5 separate regions of the Mus musculus genome follow, and all the other regions are linked to region 4. The links are chromatin contacts, called in public ChIA-PET and HiChIP or PLAC-seq maps. All regions are on one chromosome and are shown on one strand. The core of a region is the stretch at or near the end of the contact, and the rest is flanking DNA. Distances in the headings are between cores, read along the strand shown. Region 1 holds the start of Mapkapk5 (MAP kinase-activated protein kinase 5). Region 2 holds the start of Sh2b3 (SH2B adaptor protein 3). Region 3 holds the start of Atxn2 (ataxin 2). Region 4 holds the start of Vps29 (VPS29 retromer complex component). Region 5 holds the start of Bcl7a (B cell CLL/lymphoma 7A).

What was found. ChIA-PET counts read pairs in DNA pulled down with a chosen protein or histone mark. HiChIP or PLAC-seq counts read pairs in DNA pulled down with a chosen protein or histone mark.
Region 1: an HNF4G HiChIP or PLAC-seq map of pancreatic cancer cells shows a contact between it and region 4. The contact joins the promoter of Mapkapk5 here to the promoter of Vps29 in region 4. A contact is called at or near these places in 2 of 115 datasets of contacts at active chromatin or transcription factors (bone marrow-derived macrophages and pancreatic cancer cells) and 1 of 9 other capture datasets (adipose tissue).
Region 2: a contact with region 4 is called in an RNA polymerase II ChIA-PET map of memory CD8 T cells, with 21 read pairs. The contact joins the promoter of Sh2b3 here to the promoter of Vps29 in region 4. A contact is called at or near these places in 4 of 39 promoter capture datasets (the 3T3-L1 cell line, hippocampal neurons, liver and 1 more) and 4 of 115 datasets of contacts at active chromatin or transcription factors (bone marrow-derived dendritic cells, embryonic hindbrain, memory CD8 T cells and 1 more).
Region 3: an H3K4me3 HiChIP or PLAC-seq map of embryonic forebrain shows a contact between it and region 4, with 2.3 times the contacts expected there. The contact joins the promoter of Atxn2 here to the promoter of Vps29 in region 4. A contact is called at or near these places in 2 of 115 datasets of contacts at active chromatin or transcription factors (bone marrow-derived macrophages and embryonic forebrain) and 1 of 9 other capture datasets (embryonic stem cells).
Region 5: a FOXA1 HiChIP or PLAC-seq map of pancreatic cancer cells shows a contact between it and region 4. The contact joins the promoter of Bcl7a here to the promoter of Vps29 in region 4. A contact is called at or near these places in 1 of 39 promoter capture datasets (liver) and 1 of 115 datasets of contacts at active chromatin or transcription factors (pancreatic cancer cells).

The regions. Positions count from the first base shown.
Region 1 is chr5:121,544,533-121,548,433 of GRCm38.p6, reverse strand. Mapkapk5 (MAP kinase-activated protein kinase 5) reads left to right here and starts at 2,542. Exons shown (of 14, transcript NM_010765.2): 1 at 2,542-3,269. The coding sequence starts at 3,234.
Region 2 is chr5:121,835,580-121,839,117 of GRCm38.p6, reverse strand. It overlaps Sh2b3 (SH2B adaptor protein 3), which reads left to right and starts at 2,259. Exons shown (of 8, transcript NM_008507.4): 1 at 2,259-2,568. Gm32422 (a long non-coding RNA gene) reads right to left here and starts at 957. Exons shown (of 2, transcript XR_387683.2): 1 at 438-957; 2 at 1-312.
Region 3 is chr5:121,709,528-121,713,229 of GRCm38.p6, reverse strand. Atxn2 (ataxin 2) reads right to left here and starts at 1,621. Exons shown (of 25, transcript NM_009125.2): 1 at 954-1,621. The coding sequence starts at 1,594.
Region 4 is chr5:122,352,784-122,356,771 of GRCm38.p6, reverse strand. Vps29 (VPS29 retromer complex component) reads right to left here and starts at 2,444. Exons shown (of 4, transcript NM_019780.2): 1 at 2,296-2,444. The coding sequence starts at 2,298. Rad9b (RAD9 checkpoint clamp component B) reads left to right here and starts at 2,567. Exons shown (of 13, transcript NM_001382853.1): 1 at 2,567-2,633. The coding sequence starts at 2,597.
Region 5 is chr5:123,342,620-123,346,020 of GRCm38.p6, reverse strand. Bcl7a (B cell CLL/lymphoma 7A) reads right to left here and starts at 1,573. Exons shown (of 6, transcript NM_029850.3): 1 at 1,300-1,573. The coding sequence starts at 1,391. Gm15860 (predicted gene 15860) reads left to right here and starts at 879. Exons shown (of 2, transcript NR_165267.1): 1 at 879-1,095.

The sequences.
Region 1 (3,901 bases), core at 1,293-3,792, 810 kb after region 4:
ACCTGAGGGACCTAACTCCAAGGCAACCTGGTTACATCTTTGAGACTAGCTCAAAGGCTCCAGTGGCTTTCCACTGGCAGTGGGATCATTTGCTGGTGTTCTGGGAACTCTTCATTGGCCAGTGTAGTGGCTATTCGTGGTTGTCAGCGTGAATGAACTGCAATTCAGAACTGGAGGGCTCACCTGTGATCCTGATCTTGAGGCTGGGAGATACAAGTTTCTGACCTGGACCTTGCCATGGAGATCTTGAGGCATAGTGGCTATGAAACCCAGGAGACTAAGGCAAGGTCTCTGAGTTCACGGTCATCTGGGACAAAGCAAGCCCCAGATCCAGGTGTGGTGGTACACAACTTTAGTCTGGGCCACCCCTTCTACTGGAGACCTGCATAAGATATTGGAAGAAGGAGGATTCTCTCTCGCTCTCTTTCTTCTTCATCTGCTTGCCTTGTGGGACTAAGCACCTGCTAGATCCTTGGACTTCCATTCACAGCTGCTGCTGACCATTGTTGGGGGTTGGACTGCAGACTGTAAGTCATCAACAAATTCCCTTACTATATAGAGACTGCCCCTAAGTTCTGTGACTCTAGAGAACCCTGACTGATACAGCCTGCTTGACTTGGTTGACAGAAAGCTCTAGGAACTTTTCCTGTACTTTTTCCCGTACCTTGACCCCTGGGAATGTGCGAGACTGGGGTTGCTCACTCTCCTTTTTTTTTTTTTTTAACTTATTTATTTATTTTATGTATACGAGTACACTGTAGCTATCTTCAGACACACCAGAAGAGGGCATCAGATCCCATTACAGATGGTTGTGAGCCATGATGTGGTTGCTGGGAATTGAACTCAGGACCTCTGCAAGAGCAGTCAGTGCTCTTAACCTCTGAGCTATCTCTCCAGCCCCTCACTCTCCTTTTGAAGCATGTTTATTGTGAGCAAGAATGTAGACACAGGTAGTTGGTATAGCAAGGTATGTTGTATTAGGCTGCTCACCTGTATGACATATTAGCAAAAGGTCAGGTGCAGTCTCTAATAGTGGCCTCTGATTCAAGGGTCAGGATCCTGGGGAAGACTGTCCAGCTGCAGGGCCGATGAAGGTCTCTCCAGATGTGCAGAGCATTGCTCTTGTCTCTGTTTAGGTACTGTCCAGTGGAGGCCATGGGGTTCTAGGGCTGTGTCTGGTTATCTTGGGTCACTGGGTTCTGGTTATCAGGTGCAGCACTGGGTGTAGTGGAGTTCCTAACTAAGCTATTTTTTTCAGGTTTACCGGCTTTTTTTTTTTTTAAATATGCTCATTACATTTGGTTAATCGAAAATCTGAGGGATACCCCTGGGTGACTCAATTTAACCCATGTTTTTACCTTGGTTGCACGCCTGCCATGGGTTCCAAACTGTCCATTCCAAAGGACATACCATTAGCCTGGCTGAAGGCTAATCTAAAAGAGCTCTCTATGGGGAGACCTCAAGACACTAACTTGCTCAGCTCTTGGTCCCAATCTAGCCTCCATGCACATTGGACAAAGGCTACTGCTGGCCAAAACTTGGAAGTTTTGATTTTAATATCTAAATTGATTTAGATAACTTCATAAAACGAAATGGGAAGTGGCCTGAGGCCTCTCCCCCCATATTTCTGCATTCTTAACACCCTTACTATATAGGCTCCTCGAAGCCAGCTTTTTCCTCTGGTAGAGGAGTCCAACTTCCAGGAGGAGGACTGTGCCCCCTGCTGTGCGCACCAGTAATCACAGTCCTGACTGTTAAGAGGTCAGGCTCCCATCTCTCTTTTGCTCCCTGTCTGTTCCTTTGAACTGCCTCAGAAATCTAACAGAAAGGACGTGTACTAAACTCCTTTGTGTATACTTTGTGTACTCGTCTCTTATGACTCTCTCAGGGATACGCTTCCATTTAAGTAATCGTTAATAAAACCTTCAGAGCCGGGCGGTGGTGACACACGCCTTTAATCCCAGCATTTGGGAGGCAGAGGCAGGCAGATTTCCGAGTTCGAGGCCAGCCTGGTCTACAGAGTGAGCTCCGGGACAGCCAGGGTTACACAGAGAAACCCTGTCTCGAAAAATCAATTAATCAATCAATCAATCAATCAATCAACCAAACCTTCAATTCTGCTTCATAAACTGGCTAGTCCTAAAACCGTCCGCATGGAAGCCAAGAACTCGTTTGTCCCTCCTTCCCGCTTCTAGCATCCTCGGGATGCTGAGATGGCTGCAGCAGGCAGCAACATCTCCGACCCCGCTAAGCTGACAGGACGAGCACGATCCGGTTGGTTCCCACACAGCCAGATTTCTGTATGTCCCACGTTACCATCCCACTTCCCAGCCAACTCCTTGGCTGCATCCACAGGTTTCGCTCAAAACACAAGACACTCAGCAGCGGGCTCCCGCGCATGCGCCCTCCCTGCATTCCGCTTCTCTTTCGGCAGGCCAGGCCTCGCGCCGTCTTACGTCATTCACCCAGCGCCACGTCAGTGGAAGGCCCGGGGGCCTGTGCTGCGTGCGGCGCGCCCCGGGGACGACCCGGCTGGCGCCTGCACATCCACCGCGCGGCTCGGGAAAGCCTCAGAAAGGCCGGCGGATGCCGGCGAGAGGCGCGCGGGGCTGGGTGGTCGCAGAGCCCCGCGGCAGCATGGCTGGCGTGAAGCTGCAGAGGGTGAGGCGCGGGCGGGCGGCCGGCGGGCTGCCCGGCGCAGGCGTCCCGGCGATGTGTGGCGCTGGAGCGGCAGTGGGAGCGGCGGCGGCGGCGGCGGCGGCGGCGGCGGCAGCGGCGGCGGGCTCGGCTTCGGCTTCGCTACGGTGCTGGTGCCGGCGGCGGCGGGGAAGGCGGAGGCGGCGGCGCAGGCTTCTCCTCAGGAGCTGGCGAACCCAGGCCTAAGCGGCGGCCCCGCCAAAGCCCCGCACGGCGCTCCAGGCCGGGCCCCTCCCCGCCTCGCCCTGCCCCGGGAGCCTGCCTCCCCGGCCGGGGATGAGGCCGGGAAGCGGCTGCGCGGGGCCCAGCACAAAGGCTTGTCCCCAGGGGCCGCCGCCGCTGCCGCCGCCACCGCCGCCACCAGCTTAGAGCCGCCTGCGGAAGCCGAGCCGGCACCCGGACCTTCATCCCCTCCGCTCCCTAGGGGCGGGCGCTGCCCGTCTCCCCGAGCTCCGAGCCCTTTGCTTCCTCGGCTGCCAGGGGACGGGACAGCCGCGCAGCCTCCGCCGCTTCGGGCTGTGGGAGCCCAGCGGAGCATGTCGGAGGACAGCGACATGGAGAAAGCCATCAAGGTAAGCGGGAGATGCAACCCGTACCCTGCTTTGTCGACAACCGCGATTCCGCTCATCGTGGGCCTTGGGAAATAGAGAGAATTTGAATGGGAGGTAGAGGTTCTAGTTCCTAGCATCTAGTAAGTTCGGTTTTCGGCCTCCCGGGGAAGGGGACCGCATTTGAAGGCCCAGAGTGTTGGCTTGTGTAGGGTGGTGTCTCCGATTCCCTCTAGCCTCCTTGGTTGATGCAATTTGTGCTCAGCTAGAACGAAGTTGAGTAGTGTGGAGATACTTCATATGAGTGGGATATAAGAGGGCTTCTTAGGACTCTCATGTTTCCATCACCTCCAACTGTGTCCATTTGCATCTTGGTGACCCACTGCGACACTTGGCAGTGGCTCTGACCCCTCCTGATGGCTCTGAACCAAGCCTGTTTGAGACCTTCAACTTCAGGAGTTGCTTTACCTTTGCCCAAAACCTGCCCTTTGGCTTTTCCCTTCTCTGTGCGTTCATTTCCTTCTGTTCTCTTGTCTACTCTCAAGAATCAAGAGTTTATTTCTGAAGAGTTTAAAGCGCCCCGTATTCTAAAACGACCCCAAATGGGACTGGGAATATAGCCAGCTGGTAGAGTACTCACCATGCATGAACCCTTG
Region 2 (3,538 bases), core at 1,010-3,509, 520 kb after region 4:
ACAGACTGCTTCCGGCAGTCCCCGCCAGCCGTGGGAACCGGCGTCCTCCCCACCCCCCAACCCCCTAGCCCTGCTGGGTGGAGTCAGGTCCCCAGGGGCGCAGAACCCCGGGGTCGTCGCTGCTGTCACCGCAGGGTCCCGCCTCAGAGTCCTTTGCCCTCGGAATGAGAAACACAAATAAACAGAAGGCTCTGACGTCGCAGGGCTTTCAGGGAACCCGGACTGGGGCGGGCCCCGCCGGGGCGAGAAGAAACTGAGCGCGAGGAAGGAAACGGGTTTGGGCCTCGGAGAAATCTGGCAGGCAGGGCTGGCCTGTGATTAAAAAGAGGAAGAACCACAAGTCTCCATTTAACTCAGCAGAGCTGCAGTCGGCTACGAGAGGGAAAGTGCTTGCGGCTGGCAGATTGCAGCCACCATTTGGCAAGGACTGCCAATACCTGATGCTCCGCGCGCGCGCGCCTCCTGGCCCCGGCGAGGCTGCAGGTACCCGGCAGTCGCCCCAGGTGTCGTAGGGAGCGTGCTACGGGCTAACCAAGCTAGTCTCCACCGCAGCCCTCCTTAGGTGCTGCGTCCCCGAATGGGGACACCTACACCAGCCTCTGTGGCAGAGCTCATCTGGGCCTGCTCTTTCTCGCGATTCTTCATAGCTCCCCAGTGCCCTCAGGAAGGACCCTCCCTTCCCTGAGAAAAACAAACAAAAAACAAACCAAACCTGACTCTGCACCTAGACCTCTAAAATAGCACGTGTTCCTTCGTTGTAGGTGGGGCCATTGCTACTTTTCTAACAAGGCACTTTAGAGCCTCTGCATTTGGCGCTGCATTGACTGGGATTGCCTTCCCCCCTCATCATGTGGGAGATCGCAGCTTAAATATTACTCAAAGATTTCTCTTCCTGTGTCCCAAAGACAACTCCACAACGGAGCTGTCACCGATGCTGTCTCCCAACCAGAGTGGCGCCCCCACGAGGGAATCACTAACTGATGTCCACAAACACCTTATAGTGCCTAAGACATTGCCTTGGCTCGTTTTTTGGGGGTGGGTGGGTGGGGGCTTCTTCCAAGCCATTTTGCTACCAGGCTCCAGCTTGCTGCCGTCCGATTGTAGTGGAAATCCCCACCTACGGGGGAGTCCCTTCTTCGGGCTCCAACAGCAGGCCCGGGGACTGAATTCAGCCCGGTTGGTTAGGCTGCTCTAATGTGAGCAACTCACTTCTTCCAGTCCCTGAGTGGGCTGGAGACACGTGTTATTTCCATTTCATAGATGAAAAAACTGAGTTGGAGGGGGTCAAATATTTGGTCCCACGCAGCAAGGGGAAGGCTCCAGGGAGCCAGCGGCTCGTGGGAGCCTGTCGTCTGGGAAGGCTTGCAGTGGCCCCTCCAAGCTGGGGGCGTGGGCGGCCTGCTTCCTGTTGGGGGAGGGGGAGGGGACAGGCATTCCTCTTTCCCCTCCCTCCGTAGAGTCGCGGGGAAGACTGGCGTGCAGTGAGTGACTCCACTTCAGAACAGGGGCACCCCACTGTTAGCCAATGTGGCGATAGAGAAAAGGTAAAGGGCTAAGGGGCGCGCAGGCGTGGACGTTCAAAGGGCTCGGCTGCCTGGGATGCGAAGGAGCTCTTGGAGAAAGTTTCATCAAGCTAGAGAATGCGGCCGGGCGGCCAGGTAGAGAACAGCCTACTCGGCCCGTTCCGGGACTCCGAGGACCTTAGGAGGGGAGCGGACTTCAAATGGATGGCGCCGCGGAGGCAGGACGGCTCGGCGGAGTCATGGATAGTGGGGCCAGGGTGGGGCTGGCCCCTTCCCCTGGAGGTGATGAAAACCGCGGTCGCAGTTGCTAGACCCGGCCGGGCAAGCTCAGATAAGGTTGGGCTTGGAGGGAGTCCGCAGGGGCGCGCCCCTAGGAGGTCCCGAAGGTCGGGGCAGCCACGCCCATCGCGCGCCTAGCCCCGCCCCACCCCTTCTAGGGGCCCCGCCTTGCCGAGGCACGCGGTGACTGGCCAGCGCGAGAGGGGCGGGACCGAGCACGCTCCTCCCCTTCGAGATTCTTTATTTTATTATTATTTTTTTTCCCTTCTTTAGGGGGCGCGACGCAACTTGGGTGCAGAGAGCGCGCCTTATGGGGGCGGAGCTTGTCGCTATGCTACCTCCCACCGGGCAGCGGGCGGAGGCGCGAGAGGAGGGCGGGGCCGGGATAGGCTCCGCCCCCGGCCTCCGCAGGCGGCCCCGGGGCGTGGCTCTCTGTGGCCACGCCCCCAGGCCGCCCTCCGCCGCCGCGCGCGGCTCGCGGCTGGTTCCTCTTTACATAACGGCGTGGGGCGGCATGGGCTCGGGCCGTCGCCTCCGCCTGGCCGCTCTCCAGCCCAGACTGTCACGGGCCACACGGGGTCCACATCGGCGGCGGCAGCAGCAGCAGCGTCCTGGGGACGGCCCGAGGCCGCGTCCCCCGGCTGCTGTCAGGAGCTGGCGGCGGAAATGAGGCGCTGGCCGTTTTCCGAGCCGGGGTTTCCTGCCTGAGCGCCGAGAGGCCGTGCGACGCCATGGGCCGGCCGGGCCCCGACCCGCAGCTTGCGCGGTAAGCGCGGCCCGCCGAGCGTGTTGGAGGAACTGGGCCGGGCGGCCGTCCCCGGGTCCCGCTTCTGTTTTCTGGCGTTTCCTCATTCTGTTTCTCTTCCCCAATCCCAGACCGCAGTGATGTGGGCGCGGAGGTCAGTGCTTTCAGCTGGGGCCTCCGGAGAGGAGCCTGGCGGGGCGCCGCGGGAGGAACCGAGAGCTGTCCCGGCACACAGCGTGCTTGGGCCCCTGCCGGGGGGGGGGGTGTGCTGGCGGTGAGGGTGGGAGGGGGGGACACGTGTGTCACTAGTGCCCCGGTGATCAACCAAGGATGATATGCGGAGTCCTAAAGGTGAAATCAGCCAGAGATGGGGGAAGGGGGTGGGACAGGCCATGACAGGCCAGGGCCCGCTGGGGGAAGTTGAGGTTATAAGAGTTTTATGCTCTTAGGACACTTTCTGAACCTTGTTCCCCAGGCCTCCTCTGGGAGGAAACGCCATCTGAGCCAGGAGGGGTGAATACATTCTGGAACTTGTGCAGTCCCAATGGGTGGTCAGCTGGGAAGGGGCTGGCCCGCAGCAGCGGCAGCAGCTGTGGTTTGGGGATCTCAAGGGCTGGGCAGTGACAAGAGAGGAAACCGAGGGTCCTAGAGGCAGAACTTGTGTTCTTTCTCCTCTGCTCTCCAAGATGAGGGTCGCGACCTCAGTTTCCCCGCTGTTCAGTGAGTGAGAAGAGATTTGTGGTGCAGTTACAATGAGGTGGAGTTTTAATGAATGCTGTGTGGAAGGCACCTGCGTCCGGCTGGGAGAAGGGCTCAGTTACAGGCCGTTGGGAGAAGACCTCAGTTACAGGCCGTTGGTTTTCAGACTGTCCAGTTTTATTGACCCTGGCCCTGGGACCGTCCTCGGCTCTCTCCTGAGCATAGCTGCTCTGGGGTTTCCCGAGTCTGTGGGCAGGGAACTCTGAAGGACCCTGGGCAGGGTCAGATGACA
Region 3 (3,702 bases), core at 372-2,871, 640 kb after region 4:
ACCCCAGCCTACCAACGAGATCGGGCCCAGGGAAGGGGAGAGGGGGACCAGGGCGCAAGCCAACACTCGGGAGTTGTTGCCTTCGGACCCGCACCAACTCCTCTGTTGCGGCGCCTCACCCCTAAAAATTGCAGGAACTGGGCCGGGGGGGGGGGGGGTTGGGAGGGAAAATGCGGTGCGTGTCCAGAGCCCGCGGCCAACCCACCTCAAGAGTCCGGCCCTCGCCCACCTCTATTCAAAGGCGCCTTCTGCTCCGCGGACGAGGAACAGCAATGCGGATCGGCCACCACCCGCGCGCAGGGGACCTTGCGGGGAAGGAGGGAGGCGGGCCTGGAGGGAGCCGGGCACTCCCACCCCTTCCCCAGTTGGGGGGGGGGAGGGGAAGAACGGCCCGCTGCGGGAACCCCGCCGCCCCAGATCTAAAGGGGGATGGGTGCGTTAGGCCGCTGGCACCCACCTCGCCTCCGTCGCCCACCTTCCCAGGGTCTGCGGGGCGGGGGATAGATATGCAGGACACCCGGCTTGACCCTACCTGGGGCGGCTGGGCCTCAATCTCCCCTCCTCCCTCCCGACTCCCCACCCGGCAAAGAGGCTCATTTCAGGAGAGGATCCCCCCACCCCCTGCGACCCGCACCCAGGCTCAGCCGCCCTTCTATCGGGGGGGGGGGCGCAGCAAGGGGGTGGGGCGGGATACCAATCGCCCCTGGCACACCCGGGAGGGGCAGGGGGCCGCCAGGGCCGTCCATCTTGGCCGTCTGGGGGGAGGGGACGCGATGGTGCGGGAGGCTGGACACGGCCCGAGAAGCCCGAAGGAATCTGCCGGCGCCTCCCGCCCCTCCGCGGGCCCCCCGGCACATCGCGAAGCCGGCCGGTCACGGGGCGCGAGGCGGGGGAGGGGACGAGCGGCGCGGGATCGGCCCGGCGCGGAGGGGGCTGGGGGAGCTGACACCCACCTGCCCAGGCCGGGACGCCCGCCGCCCGCGGCCGCCGAGGAAGACGCCACCGGCGCGGCCGGGGCCGGCACCACGGAAGCCGAGGTCACCGCGGCCGAGGCCGGCGCGGCGCCGGGCGACGAGAGCAGGCCGCCGCCGGGCTTGCGGCCAGTGGCGGGCGCGGGCGGCTGCGGCTGCGGCTTCAGCGACATGGTGAGCGGCCCATACACCGGCTCGCACGCCGGGCGGGGACAGCCGGGTGCCGGGCGCGCCGAGGAGGAGACGCCGGAGCGCGGCGGGGACGCGCGGACGCCGGGCGGGCAGGCGCGGGCCGGCGTGGCCGCGGGGGCCAGAGGCAGCAGGACAACGACGAAGGGGCGGGGAGGCCCGCAGACACCGAGCAGCCGCCGGGAGCCGGGCCGGGACGCGCCGTGGCCGTTGCTACCAAAACAGTCTGAGGCGCAGGGTGGCGAGCGCGGCCCGCGGGGAGGGGCGCCGGGGCCGCGCGGGGGAGGGCCGGCGGAGGGATACGCCACCGCGCCGCCCCGCCCGCCGCGCCGCGCCGTCCGCGGGAGCGAGCGCCGCGCGGCCCAGCCCGCCGGGCGGCGCGGCTCGGGGTCCCCCGCCGCGGGCCGCTGAGCGGCGGCGGTGGACGAACGCATGGGACCCGGGCTGGCGGACGCGGACGGGGTTGACGCGGGCCTGGAGGGCGCGGAGATGCGAAACAGACCCGGGGCGGGGGAGGTGTCGGGGGTGGGGGGGGGGACTCTTTACCGGAAGTCGGAAGGGTCAGGCGGAAGTCGAACGTGAGACGGCCCGGGGGGCCGATCAGGGACACGTGAGGAGCGGGGCGCAGCGCTGGGCCGCGTTCGCTCTCCCCGGGGTCGAACTAGGGCCGTGGAGGGGGCCAGGAGGGATCCGCCCTCGCCAAGGCGGGTCTGAACTTCGGGATCTGCTTCGGGGACGGGCGCCGTGAGCTGCTCGGGTGTCCTCGACCCCCTTGGAGGACCTTGATTTCACCCCACCCCCACCCCACCAAATCACAACTTAGAGGATGGCCTGCGGGCACCTTCGGGGCGGGGACCTGCAATCGGGGCCTGGCACACAGTAGGCCCCCAGGTGCCACTGCGTGCCGACTTGCCCTGCCAGCGTGGGGAAGCTTGCCGCCTCAGAAGCCACCGCCAGCTGCTTCACTTTGCCCCACTTTATTCACCCCGGCGAACTGTTGGGTCTCTGACCTTCATTTGAACCCTCTTTTTTTTTTTCCCCCTAGCTCGCTCGGACTTCTTAGTTCCTCCTTCAGGGGACCCGAAGGGAAATGGACCTGATTGGTAGTAGAACTGGGTGATGGGGTCTCCCTCGGTGAAGACTAAACAGACTTTCCCAAGAATGTCAACTTTAGACCTTGACCCCTTTTAAAAACTTTTACTTTAACTCGGGAAGGCCACCAAACACTGGTCCGTTTTTTTTTTTAAGGTGTTGTAATTAAATTGGAAACAAATGGTTAACTTTTTTCAAATGAGTTTAAATTGGTTTTTTTTTTTTTCTTTCTTTTCTAAGTGAAATTGCTTAAGAAGGTGATGGGCCGAGGGAAAAAAAAAAACCCTCAACCTATTAAAGTCATTCCAGTGAATTAAAGGCAGGCATGGTGTTCTTGCCTGTAGTACGAGCACTTGGGAAATGGAAGGAGGATTAGACAGTCAAGGTCATCTTCACCTTCATGAGGGAATTCTAGGCCAGGCTAAGCTACAAGAGACCCAGTCTCAAGAAGGGGCAATTCAATGAAGAGTTACCCCTGGTTATGGCACATGCCTTTAATCCCAGCTCTGGACAGGCAACTGGATCTCTTGAGTTCCAGACTTGTTGGTCTACATGGATTTTTTTTTTTTTAAGTAGCTAGCAGATAGCTCAGAAGGTAAAGGCCCAGGCTGCCTAAGCTCACCACCTAACTCTCAACCCTGGAGCTGGCATGTGGAAGAAGAAAACTTAAATGCTTGGAATTGTCCCCAGCCCTCCACCCTTGGATTGTGCCACACATATATAAGCAATATAAGTATGACCTTGTCGGTGGTGGTTTTTGTTCTTGTTTGGTTTTTTCCGAGACAGGGTTTCTCTGTGTAACAGCCCTGGCTGTTCTGGAACTCACATAGATCCACCTGCCTGCTGAGATCAAAGACCTGCTTCACCATGACTGGCCATAAATATGACTTTAAAAAAAAAAGAGAGAAAAATGGATCTGGGGTGTCAGTTTTAGATAGGGAGTATAGCATTGCCTCTCCAGCTCCACACCCCTGGTCCACCTGTGAATAATTAAAAAGAAAAACTTAGAACGTATATAAGAGTTACTAGTAGTCCAGTTGAAATTCAATTAACCTACATAGCCCAAATAAAAATTGTCATATTTGGTGAACACTTTCTAAAAGGTCATTGTTATTTCCCAAGAACATGGAGAGAGGGAAAGTTAGCCTTCCTAGATGTGGTGGTCCTTGAAAAAGTGACCCTGAAGAAGCCTGACATGAAAGCAAAGCCTTGAATCCCAGCATTCGGGAGATAGAGGTCACAGGGAAAAGAGTTCAAGGCCAACCTTGGCTACTACTACATAGTACATTTTTACCAGCTCTGTGAAACACTGTTTCCAAAAGAAGCCAAAATAAGTAACAAATCTAGGGTTTAAAACATTACTTGAGCCCGGCAGTGGTGGCGCAGGCCTTTAATCCCAGCACTTGGGAGGCAGAGGCAGGTGAATTTCTAAATTCTAGGCCAACCTAGT
Region 4 (3,988 bases), core at 1,195-3,694:
TTGCAGACAGGGGAATGGAAAAAAAAAGGGGGTGAAACATGACCAATGTTAAAAGAAAGCAACAAAAGTTAAAAGAAAAGAAACAAATAAACCAAAAACCCATACCAAATATGCAAAAATTGTTAATGATTTCTGAATGTTATGAAAGGAAATGTTAAAAATCAGCTGTGCCGAAAATAATTCCAAAAGAACTACTGATTCTCTTTTTAAACACAGGACAAACACCCACACACAGCAAACTGTCAATGTCGTTCTACATTTTCTTGCTTTGTACACCAACTCCTGTTTCTTTACTTCTCAATCTGTCTACTCTTTATAATTTGAGTAGATTATAAAGATTTGATATTTATAATTTGAAGAATTCATCAGGAAAAGGTTAAAGTTAGTATTTTCTCATTACTGGGGTCTTGTTATCTCTAGATATACTGGAGGTATATGTGTATATGTGTATGTATATATATGTGTGTGTATATAGATATGTATATATGTGTGTGTGTATGTATATATATACACATACATACACACATATATATATTTATTTATTTTATGTTTGAGGTTCTAGTATTGAAAAATCACACTCCAGGGTAAGTTATGTGCTATAGAGGATATTACTAGCTGGAGTACTTTATCATGTGACAAAAATGTCAAGATCAAGCTCTGTGTGGTGGCACACTCCTTTAGTGCCCACTCTCAGGAGACAGAGGCAGGCAGATCTCTGATTTCCAGGCCAGTAGGGCTACATCGTTATAACCTGACTTAGGATGGAAGAGATGGCTCAGCAATTAAAAAGCACTTGCTGATCTTTGAAGGACCCGGATTTGGTTCCCAGTACCCGCGTGGCACCTCACAACTCCCTGTAACTCCAGTTCCGGGGGATCCGAAGCCCTCTGGTCTCCAGTAGCTCCTGAACTTGTTTGGTGCACATAAACTCATGTAGAGACACATACACAAAAATTCAAAATAAAAATTTAAAAGAAACGTGATGCCCAGCATAGCAACTGCCCTTAAACATAAGCGTTCACCCCTCAAAACGACTTCAGAGACATGAATATGCAATCATTCCAGCAAATTCTTCTTCCTTGCAAGTGTCTCCAAATTGCCATCAAAGAACTAGTCTACTTTAAACTGGAGTCTAAAGCAAAATAATTCTCTTTTAGATGCCAAAATCCAGTGAATTTAAGCATATACCTTTGGAACGGCTTATAAAGCCACCTTTTTTTTTTTCTTTTCCATTTTTTATTAGGTATTTATCTCATTTACATTTCCAATGCTATACCAAAAGGCCCCCGTAGCCACCCACCCCCACTCCCATACCCACCCACTCCCCCTTTTTGGCCCTAGCGTTCCCCTGTACTGGGGCATATAAAGTTTGCATGTCCAATGGGCCTCTCTTTCCAGTGATGGCCGACTAGGCCATCTTTTGATACATATGCAGCTAGAGTCAAGAGCTCCGGGGTACTGGTTAGTTCATAATGTTGTTCCACCTATAGGGTTGCAGATCCCTTTAGCTCCTTGGATACTTTCTCTAGCTCCTCCATTGGGAGCCCTGTGATCCATCCATTAGCTGACTGTGAGCATCCACTTCTGTGTTTGCTAGGCCACCTTTTTAAAAGGTTGTCTGCACAAGGATAATCTGTGAAAAACGCAACGCGTGCCCAGCAGCCAGTGAGGTGCCTTCACTTTAACCTTCATCAGGACAAACAGCAGTCCCCCCCCCCAACTTTAGAGAGCAAAGAGTGCCTTCGAAAATCGGATTACAAGGACGTGTCTGCACAGAAAAGTCGTAGGGACAGCAATCTATTGGGGGGGACGGGCCTAAAGGTCTGATGCAGACTGGGTAAGCTAAGGCTCTCCGAACAACCCCGCGCATCTCCGCAGGCTCCAAACGATCCCCACGACATCGCTCAATGGGGCCGCAGCGGCCACAGGAGACGAGCAGTCCCCTTTCCGGGTCCCCGTCCGGAGTGGCGGCCAGTGCGACGGCTACTTCGCGCTCTGCCCCGAGGCCGGCTACCCCCAGCAAGCCGGGAAGGACCAGGAGGGAAGAGACGTGCGGTCACACCGACTGCCGGAGCCGATCTCGTGACCGGGTCCGGCCGCCGGGTCCGCCTCGCACGCCCTCTGGCCGCTGGGGCGAGGGGGCGACATCAGGCCGAGCCGCACCCTCAACCAGCCGCGGTCCTCCCGTTCCAACTCCGCGGCCACCCGGATCCTCCTCGCGCCCCCACCCCACTCCCTCAACCGGACGCCGCAGCATCCCGGCCCCACCCGGGTAGCAGCCGCCGTGGGGCTCACCATCCTGTCACCAGGGCTCCGTTCAATCACCACGAACGCCGCCGCCCTCTTCCTCAGGCTCCTCGGTCGACCCGCCCACTTCTTCCGCCACCAATGAGACGCGAAGTTGGCAAGAGCCTGTCTTACGGGGGCCCGTAAGGGTCATTTCCCGTCAAGGGAAAAAAAAAAAAAACCCGGCGCTGCAAGAAATCGCTCGTGGGCGGGGCAAAGGAAAGGCTGAGCTCGCGGAAAGTGCGGGGGCAACATCCGGGCACCCGCGGCTGGCGCGCTTGCGCCCTCCATGCCTGCTCTGCCCGTAGCCATGCTGAAGTGCGGGATGACGGGCGGCCAGGTGAAAGGTGGAGCGGCCATTCTTGCTTTGCTACTTAGAAGAGGGAAAAGTCTAACGCCTCGTGCAGGGTTTATCCATCGTCTTCTTCGGCCTCCTCCGCCATTCTTCGCCACGACTGAAGCTGCCATAGCGCGCCTCGCGAGGGCCATGCTGGGCTTCGAAGAGCATGCCAGCCCCGTTCCATTTGATTTATGTCCAGGGTTTAATTCGGTGACCGAGAAAAGAATTGTGCCATTGGGCCTTAAACTCGGATTGAGGAGGGCTGATGTGGAGAGAATTCAAGGGGGGAAATAATACTTGACCAGCAAAAGTATTTTTGAGCTGTGGGAAAACCAACCTGCTGCTTTATTCGACATTCTGCCGGAGACATTTTTTTTATTGTTGTTGGGTTTTGTTTTTGTTTTAATATATAATCTCGAACAATCCTCTCTGTCCCTCAGTCGAAAAATGAGACTAATATTAGCCCCTTCGTTGATAGAGGTTGTTAGAAGCATGGGCTAAATAAAAAGTCCATGTAGTGAGATCAGAAATTAGAAAGACTGTGTGGAGAACTGTATAATACATAGCCTTATAAGGGGGGTGGGATGCTTGGGCTGGGGACCGGGTTTGTGTGTAGACAGACCAAAGAAGGGCCAGTGTACCATCCCCCTTCAGAGGTTGGGAGAACTCAAAATGAATGAGAGCATTAGCACGGAAATTGGCTTGCAGGAGAAATAATGTTGAATTTTATGTCGATGCATATTTATTGAAGTCTTACTGTGTATGTAGGTAAGGGTATACGGCATTTCCTAATGTAAATTAGTCTATAAAACGCTGTGTGGATCGGCTGAGTAGTTTAACTCCCAGGTGTATCTTGACCAAAAAGTTCAGTGTAATCACTTAACGGGAAATTGTTCGGACATATTCAGGAAAAAAGGATTTCAAACCACTGTTTCCAGCTCTGTGGCATCACATACAATTAGGACACCGTGTGGTGAATTCCTGTCATGGTGCCTCCTCTCATAGTGATGCACTTTGCTAAGGCTTGACACAGCATCAAAGTTGAGATCGTTATAGTCTAACAACATGTTAACCTAGCCTAGCATGTTGGAAGCCAAGATGCTCAATGCTGTTGTCGTATGGATAGCCCATGAATGGATGCAAGTGCTAACCACTTAGTTTCCAGCCTTTAGCCCAAGATCAAGCGTAGAGCAATTAGTAGAGCCAGGATGAAATGGGTTAGTCGGAAAAGGCCTTGAAGTTTCGGAAGGATGAAGTTTGCCAACAATTTTGGATAACTAGTGTTTTGATTGAGGAGTAGTCTTGTCTCTGTAAAACTAAAATCCCCTATTTCCATCTCAGGCAGTCTGACCCACAGGGCGC
Region 5 (3,401 bases), core at 324-2,823, 990 kb before region 4:
ACAGGTCCCCAGTAGTGTTTAAAAAAAAAAAAAGGACAACAACAACAGAGGCGTTACTCAAGAAATGACCCCCCCCCCCAAAAAAAAAAAAAAAAAAACAACCCAGCCTGCAGTGGAGCCTAGCCAGTTCCTATAAAGGACAGATCCAGCCAGCGGCTGCTGACACTTGGGGACACCCTCGCAGCTGCTCCTCTCCCTCTCGGACCCAGATGAAGCCGTGGGAAAAAAACCGTAATAAAGTTAAAATCAGGGAGCAGGGAGTTTTCAACAAGTCTGACCCAACCTGGTGGTGGACTACTGGCGCCTCAGGCCTGGCCTCTGGGGCCGCCTCGGTGTCAGATCCCGACGAGGGCCGAGAAAATGTTCCATCCTACTAATTATAACGAGGCCACGCCGGGCAGGATCTAATTTGAGCTTGAAAAACACGCACGGCCCACACCGAATCTCGCGGTCTCCTCCTCCCCCAGTGCAGAGAACAAAAACAACGGTCGCTCGTTCTCTCCGCAAAACAAACACCAGCTCCAGCAAGAAGGAGGCAAGACACGGCCCAGGACTTGGCTTCTGGATGCAAACATCGCGCTCCCCGAGCTTCGGGTGCCGCGCGGAGCGCGTGGGAGCCGTGGGTGCTCCGCGCCCCGGCCGCGCCACCGCCTTCCTAGCGCTCGCCCCCATCTTCCTTCCTCGCCCGGAGCCCTCGCTCCAGGCTGCCCAAAGCGCTAAATTTAAACGGCTCGCGCTCTGCAAACTCCGCAGACTCGAGGGCGCCGAGGCCTGGGAGGCGGGGAGCTGCGGGCGGGTCGGGGCGTAGGATGTGTGTGTGTATGTGTGTGTGTGTGTGTTGGGGGGGGGGGACACCGGCGCCGCGCCGCCCCGGGAGGAGACGGCGGCCCGCTCCGCGCTGCACAATGGAGCTCGCGCTCTGCCCGCCGCCGCCGGCATCACGGCCCCGGCGCGCGGGAAGCCGCTTTCATGTGACTTGCACAAAAAAACGAAATGGCTTCTGGGGCCGGCTGCGAACCCCCCTCTCCCGAGAGCCGAGCTCCGAGCTCCGGGCTCCTGCCGCCGCCGCCGCCGCTCTCGCCGCCGCCGCGCCAGGTGGGTGACCGGCGCCAAGCACACCTGGGCAGCGGACGCAGCCCCCGCGGGGCGCAGGTGACCCCGGCCGCGCGCCCTCGCCAACTCCGGGCCCGGGGCCGCTGCGCCCCGCCGCTCTACGCGCTGGGTCCGGGCTTGCTGGCGGCCGCGACGCGGTGCAGCGAGCCGGGGCGAGCGAGAGAGCGAGCAGGCGCCTCGGCTTACCATTTGCGCACTTTCTCGATAGCCGCCATGACCCTCTTGATATCATCTTTGGCCCGGCTCCTGGTCTCGGCTCGAACCGACCTGCCCGACATGGTTCTGGCGGGGAGGGAGAGAGAGAGGAAAGAGAGAGAGAGAGGGAGGCTGGGGGAGCGCGCCCGCCGGGTCCTGCTCGCCACACTCGCCCGCTCTCTCACTCGCGCACAGACACACACTCACACACATACGCGCACACACAAAGCCTGGTGCCGCCGCGCGCCCGGGGCCCAGTGCGCAAGCGCCGGGGCGGCAGCTGCACAGAGCGAGGGGGAGCGGCGCGGCCGCCAGCAGTGCGGCCTCCGGGTGCCGCCGCCCTCCCCGGGGAGCCTCGGGGACCTCACTCTGGGAAAGCTCTCCCGGGTAACCCCGACCTCCCAGCACGCGGGACGGGCCCGCGCCAGGACTCACCCAGAGGCCGCAGGTGCGATGGGGGGCCCCTCCCCCCCCCAAGACACACACCCTGGGGATGGCAGACTGCAGGCCGTGGGTGCTCTGGCTCGGGTTGGTGGCCGCGGGCGCGATCGTGCAAGTTTCTTGTCGGGCGTTTGAGTTCTCAAGAGTTGGAGGCGGCGGTTCGGGACGCGAGGTGATCTTAGAAAGAGTTGAGGCGCCGGTCTCTGGCCAGCTGCCCTGTTAAAATGTGCGAGCTAGAACGTCTCCTCCCCATGCTTAAACTAGAGTCGTAGGAAAGGTGCCCGAACCCGGTGGCAATTGACATTGTCTCTGGGCTTTCTTTCCCTTAGAGATAAGTTGTCCCAGTCACGGATCAACCTCCCTGGGGTTTGACCGAAAATGACAATTTAATCTTAAACGGCTCCTGGTGGAAGTGCAGTGTAATGACCCGGAGCAGCAGGTAAACTAGACTGGCCCAACACAGAAGGACTTATGAGAGGCTGTCTCCCTACCCTAGGACAGAGCTGGGTGACAGGATCTACCGCGGTCACCCAGTATAGGGACAGGTGGGTGTGCAGTTGCGGCTACACAGACTGGACCAGAGCGAATGCTTGTCCACGTGAATGCTGGGAAAAGAGATGACCTGAAGTGAGAGAGCTGCTACCTGGAGAGGAACTAGCGCAACATCAGTCATTTCACAGATGGACAAACTGAGTCAAGGAGTTATTGAAGGTTGCAGCAGTGACCTTCATCTGTGACTGCCATGATTCTAGTACCAAGCATCTCCCCCTGAAGTCTGGGGGGGTTGCAGGGGTTTGGTAGAGGGAGCTAGTGGGGAAATGGGTGTGAGAATCTGGGGAAATTTCCCCCAGGCTTCTTTTAACCACTTTAAACGCACGGTCCTAAAGCGAAAATTTAAAAATAAGAACAACAATCAGATGTGGTAGCCCACTCCTTTAATTCCAGGCAGAAGCAGGTAGAGATCTGTGGTTCAAGACCAACCTGGTTTATGTAGGTAGTTCCAGGACTACATAGTGAGGCCCTGTCTTAAAACAAAACAAAACAAAAAAACAACCCAAACCAAAACAAACAAAAGCAAAAAACCAACAACAACAACAAAACAATGGAGCCAGGCAGTGGTGGTACACACCTTTAATCCCAGCACTTGGGAAGCAGAAGCAGGCCGATTCTATGTATTCAAGACTCAAAGCCAGTCTGGTCTACATAGTAGTGAGTTCTAGGACAGCCAGGGCCACAAAAAGAAAACCCTGTCTCAAAACAAAATAACACACCCCACAAATATGTCAAAGAATCGTTCTGTGATGGATTGAAAAATGTGCCATAAATCCGAAGTCTCATGCATTTGACCCTCTGTATTTGATCATCAGATATGTGCTTGGACCCCAGGGAATTCATTTTTGTTTAGTGCAGAAATTGTGTATGCTAGGCAAGTGCTACACCACAATTCCCACATAGAATATATGTGTATATATGTATGTGTGTGTGTGTATTTAAATAAGATATATCAAAAGTCCGAATATCTGGTCTGCAAGATGTCTTAGTAAATGTGTTTGCTGCCAAGCCTGCAGGCAAGAGTTCAGGTCTCAGAACTCACGCTGTGGAAAACAGAACCCGTGAAAGTTGTCCTTGGATCAGCACATGTTTACATACCA